2 separate regions of the Sus scrofa genome follow, and region 1 is linked to region 2. Evidence: chromatin contacts called from public promoter capture Hi-C data. All regions are on one chromosome and are shown on one strand. The core of a region is the stretch at or near the end of the contact, and the rest is flanking DNA. Distances in the headings are between cores, read along the strand shown. Region 1 holds the start of STX17 (syntaxin-17). Region 2 holds the start of ALG2 (ALG2, alpha-1,3/1,6-mannosyltransferase).

Evidence for each region. Promoter capture Hi-C pulls out the DNA fragments that hold promoters and counts their contacts.
Region 1: a contact with region 2 is called in a promoter capture Hi-C map of liver, with 7 times the contacts expected there. The contact joins the promoter of STX17 here to the promoter of ALG2 in region 2. A contact is called at or near these places in 1 of 5 promoter capture datasets (liver), 1 of 47 Hi-C or Micro-C datasets (heart right ventricle) and 2 of 2 datasets of contacts at active chromatin or transcription factors (alveolar macrophages and skeletal muscle).

The regions. Positions count from the first base shown.
Region 1 is chr1:241,656,107-241,658,806 of Sscrofa11.1, reverse strand. It overlaps STX17 (syntaxin-17), which reads right to left and starts at 1,343. Exons shown (of 9, transcript XR_002336997.1): 1 at 1,256-1,343.
Region 2 is chr1:240,983,552-240,986,251 of Sscrofa11.1, reverse strand. It overlaps ALG2 (ALG2, alpha-1,3/1,6-mannosyltransferase), which reads left to right and starts at 1,436. Exons shown (of 2, transcript NM_001101029.1): 1 at 1,436-1,799. The coding sequence starts at 1,452. It overlaps SEC61B (Sec61 translocon beta subunit), which reads right to left and starts at 1,079. Exons shown (of 4, transcript NM_001243825.1): 1 at 988-1,079; 2 at 699-796. The coding sequence starts at 990.

The sequences.
Region 1 (2,700 bases), core at 94-2,593, 670 kb before region 2:
AAAAGACTTAGAAGCTGTCGCAGACTGGAGGAGACTCAGGAGCCATGTTAACTAAATGCAATGTGGGGTCTTAGATTGGATCCTAGAACAGAAAAAGGACATTAGTATAAAAAAAAAAGATGAAATCTTAAGAAAGCTGATAGTTTAGTTAACGGTGTTGTACCTAAGTTGATTTCCTACTTTTGATATTTGTATTACGATTATATGAGATGCTAACATTAAAGGAAACTAGAAAACTCTCTATTACTTTTCTAACTCCTCCGTTATTGTAAAATTATTTCAAAATAAAGTCTTTTTTAAAAACGTGTTGAGCTGTTTCATGTAAGACAGGCCAAACATTTCTACATCAAATAACTGCAACCATATTCACTGCACAGACACTTGGCTCGGGGGCTGGGGATGGGGGAATGGCAGGTGCTTACAACTATTACCAGCTGAATACCATACCATTAGTTTCCAGTAAGGAAAAAGTACTGGGAGGTTAACCAAATTACTTCGGATTATTTATAAAGGAAAAGCCCTATTTCTCAGAAAAAGTCCAAAATTGCTGGCAACAAAAAAAAGTGATGAACATCTTCCAACATTTCCCCACACCAGTGGCACCGAATGTCTTCAGCCACGTCGCCCTGATTTGTTTCGGACAAGATTCTGACTTGGGGACGCGTTCCTAAATTTGGAAAGAAAAGTCAAGGCCCCTGGTCCTACCCTATAGTCCGCTCTCTGAGCCTCTGATTCCGAATTTTAAAAAAGGGGGAGTTAAACATGGGACCTTCTAAGAGCCACCTCCCGGTCTGGCTGACAGGACACTCCACCCTCTCGCTTCGGGTCCTCCCCTCACTACCTCGGAGCAGAGTAACCCACAGCGCACCCGGGCCACAGAAACCAAACGCCCCTCCCCCCACCCTCGCCGAGAACGGGTACGCGGACCAGTCTCAGGACGTAGACGCCCACGACGCTGACGACCTATGGCCCACAGTGCGTCACGGCAGGGCAGACGATAGAAACTTTTCCACCCTGAGACCCCAGGAGGCCGACCAGCTCCTCCGGTCGGCCGCCCTCTATACCCGCTTCGAATAGCGCCTCCAAAACCGAAACCATCACTTCTTGGAGCTGAGAGAAGCCCCACAGAGCTCGCACTTCCGAACTGATACCCTGCTTCCCGCCGGGCGCCCCTCCCGCGCGCGAGGTTGGCACCCGGCCTACCATGCCACACAGGGCCTGACACCCATGAGGCGGCCTGTCGCGAGCCCCTTACCTCCCGCCGGGGCGCTTGAGACCAGTAAGCGCGCACAGCGCAGGCGCGGGCGCGACGGGGCGGGGCACCACGATAGGCCTGCCGGGCTGCGCCACGCCCCCTCCCGCCCCGCTCCAGCCTCGAGGGGTGTGGCCGGCTGTCCCGTGAGTACAAGCGATGTTGCCACTCTGGGCTGAGCTTTAAGAGGTTGTCTTGAGTTATGGTCTGGGTTTGTAAGTCTGTTGCATTTTAGGTGTGAGACGATTCACATACGTATGGGCCTCTACATTTTGCAGGGTTTTTTTCTATCCATTTTCCTGTGTTCTAGGAATTTTATTAGTTGGCCAGGTGTTCTTACCTCTTTACACATTGAAACTAAAGCTCAGAAAGGTTGTGCCTTCTCCTTCTCGTCCTCCAAAACCCTCTTAGGTGTTCAGGGCAAAAGTCTTGACTGTTACAGGTGCAGAAATTGAAGCTTGGTCCAATGCTTCCCTCCCCTCCCTGACCTGCTCCTGCCTCCCACCAAACAGGTGGAGCCCTTAATGCCACTGTCTTATCCTAACTTTATAGATAATGACACTGAGGCTCCAAGAGTTTCTGCTGACTCACTCCAGTTCAGCCAGTTAGTGACAGAGTTGGAACTCCGAATGGGTTTTTTAATTTCCTTCCCAAGTTTTTCCAGTTACACCAGCTGCTACCAATGAACAAGCAGATGGTTGGCTTTGAAGCCCTGTTCTAGATCACAGGTCTCCTCGCTGGTTAGACTGACTTACAGATCCAGCCTTTTTAATATGTGTTTGAATATTCAGATGACTTGCTCAGAATGTATCCACTGAATGATACTGTCCTCAGAAGTCATAAGGATGTTCAAGCCATAGCTAAGTAAACTCAGCTCTTGGGGTCTTGCAGTGGAGTGAAAGTAGAAGTTGTGGATCAATAAATATTAGAGGTCTATAAGAATTCCCTTGAAAGCAATTTCTAAAGTAAAGCATAAAATCTGCTAAGCATTTTGGATTTTCTTTGTGAGTATAGTGAACACTGGTGTTTTTTTACTCTAGGAATGAGGTGGTGGTAAAATTTTAATTCTAAGGAGAAAAATTAAAGTATTATATAATACCATGGGAAAAATTTTTTATGCAAGGGTCAGTTAAACAGATCTTTTGAAGTAGAAGTGTTGGGTTTTTTTAAGGGCCGCTCCCGCTGCATATGGAGGTTCCCAGGCTAGGGTCAAACTGGAGCTGTAACTGCTGCCACAGCTCATGACTATAACTAGGCCACAGCCATAGCAATGCTGGATTCAAGCCACATCTGTGGCCTACAACACAGCTCCAGATCCTCAATCCACTGAGCAAGGACAGGGATTGAACCCACATCCTCATGAATACTAGTCAGGTTCGTTAACCACTGAGCCACTATAGGAACTCCTGAAGTAAAGGTCTTTTGAGTTAAGTTCTGAAAAAACTACC
Region 2 (2,700 bases), core at 187-2,686:
TTTTAAGTTCAGCAACAAGAAACCAACATGGACACTAACCACTACAATGACAGAATCAGAGCAGAGTATTAAAATGGAAATAACCTAGAGAAGACAAAAATTAGGTAGAATATTTCCTAGGTGAGAGACTGAGTCAGAAGAAATGGATAAGGAAAGAACTGTTGAGAAAGTTTCCCTGTACAATGTAAAGGTACAGGATAGAGCCACAGCATTAAATAATAATCTAAGATGACACCGATGTTCTGGCTTGGGTGAACAAGTATGTAGCAGTTGCCATATGGAAGTAAAGAGATATACTTGGGAGCAGACGTTGAGGTGAACGGAGAGACAAGAATTGTGTATTAGACAAGTCGTGTTAGTTTGAGTCTGTACAGGATTTCCAAACACTAATGTTGAGTGTAAAGCTCAGGTCTAGAGACAGGAGATTAATGACATCAGTTTTCTTAATGTTGCTTCCGGCCTCACCCCAGTTTAACTTTCTTATTTCAAAAGTGATGCTCAAAACTGAACATTGGGAAGAAAATGTCTCCCTCTCGAGACACAAAACACCAAAAGTCTTTTAACTATCGCTACGGCCGCACCACCTGCATCCTTTCGCCCCTGTGAACCGTAACATCAGAAGTCTCCTTGTCAGAACCAGAGAATTCCTGGGCCGGATCCCTCCGAGCCCACCTAGAGAAGATCGCAGGGGTCCTTACCTCTGCCGGACCGTGGATCCTGCCGCCCGGGCGGCCACTGCTTTGCTGGGAGAGCGTCCTGAGGAGCCCACGTTGGTGCCACTGGGCGTCGGACCGGGCTGTGGAGGGAGACAAGGTGAGAAACGGGTTAGCGCCGCCGGCCGGCCCCCAGACCCCGGGCCCTGACGGCGAAGACCTGCACCGGGGCCTGGGGGAAGCAAAGGAGCCGCGGAAGAAGGACAAAGCATACGGCAAAAATCAGGGCGCATGGGAGAAGCCGGGACAAGAAGGCAAGGCTGGGGCCACATACCATGCTGGAAACTGGAGAGAAGCAGGCAACTGAAGTTGATGGCGGGGAAACGGTAGAGCCCTCAACAGACCAGCGGCCGGAGAGACTGATTCTGGTCCCGCCCCCGGACCTGCTGGCAGGGTCCTCGCTGACTCCAGGGACGCCTGGGCTGTCCGACTATGTGCCTGGAGGAATTTTAGTACAGGCGACTTAGTGCTGTATAGGAATTACAGACTTCCTATCTTTTCACTTGGATCACAGAGTCCTTCCTAGAGTCCAGTCTCTGCCAGTGGGAGATCCCAGCCATGGTCAGACGAGAAATTTCCTCCGGCAGTTACTAGTTGCCCACAGATTCGCGCTGATGTGGCCTAACCAACGCGCACACCGCGGGGCGTGGTCGATCCCCAGAAGGGCCCGCTGGGAGGACGGGGAAAAGAGCATGCGCGGAAGCCCTTAAGCGTCCGCGCCGAGGCGGCTTCTGGACGATGGAGGAGAATCAGGGCCAAGATGAGGACCCGGGTCCTAAGCCGTCGGTGTTGTTCCTACACCCGGACCTTGGCGTGGGCGGCGCCGAGCGGCTGGTGCTAGACGCGGCGCTGGCGCTGCAGGCCCGCGGATGCAGCGTGAAGATCTGGACCGCGCACTACGACCCGGGCCACTGCTTCGCCGAAAGCCGCGAGCTGCCGGTGCGCTGCGCCGGGGACTGGCTGCCGCGCAGCTTGGGCTGGGGCGGCCGCGGCGGCGCGGTGTGCGCCTACCTGCGCATGATTTACCTGGCGCTCTACGTGCTTTTCCTCAGCGACGAGGAGTTCGACGTGGTCGTATGCGACCAGGTGAGGTGGCCACACCAAGCCATCGCCGAGCCTCTTTTAACTCTGTATGGAGGGCGCGCTGCATGACCTCTGAATTTCTCTGTGTTGTTCGGAAACATCGAAACTGATGTGGAGCGATCAGAGTTGGGAGTGACGCTGGTGCTCGAACTTTAGTGTGAACACGTTAAAGTTGCGGATTACTTGGCCCCACCCTCGGGTGTTTTCATCCTAGACCCCTGAGGTGGTGCCCGAAATCTGCATTTTCACTAGATCGTCGATGAATCTGAAACGACGGGCCTTGGTGCTCGCTCTAAGAAAACAGGAGTATTAGAAGTCAGCCTTCAGTCACCTTTTACTTCTGAGTAACTCGTATTTCTTCCTTCTTTGCATTATTCCTGTTGACACTACTTCCAGGCCACATATGGCCCACTATAGCACGTGCAGCCGGACCACCCCACTCCTTAGCAGTGTCATGTGTTAAAAACCCCAAGCTAAACAGGTGCTGTCCCTTTCAAAACTTTAACATGGTTTCCCACTAGTCTTTGGAGAAAAGTCTGGGTTCTTTACCTTGGTAAATAATGTCCACCTGGATCTGGGCTCTAGCTATTCTAGACTCTTTTTATGTATTTTTTTTTTCCAAAAAAAAATTTTCATCTTAAAAAGTCACATTTACTGATGGAGTTGTCGTGGCCCGGGGGCCCATGAATCCGACCAACTGCAGTGGCTGGGGTTGCTGCAGAGGTGCAGGTTCTATCCCCTCCCTGAGTAGTGGGTTAAAAGATCTAGCATAGGTTGCAGCTGTGGCTGGGATTAAATCCCTGGCTTGGGAATGTACATATGCCGCAAGTGCAGCCATAAAATGAAAAAATAAAGTAACATTTACTCAGAACTAAAAATTCAAATAATATAGGAGACTACAAAA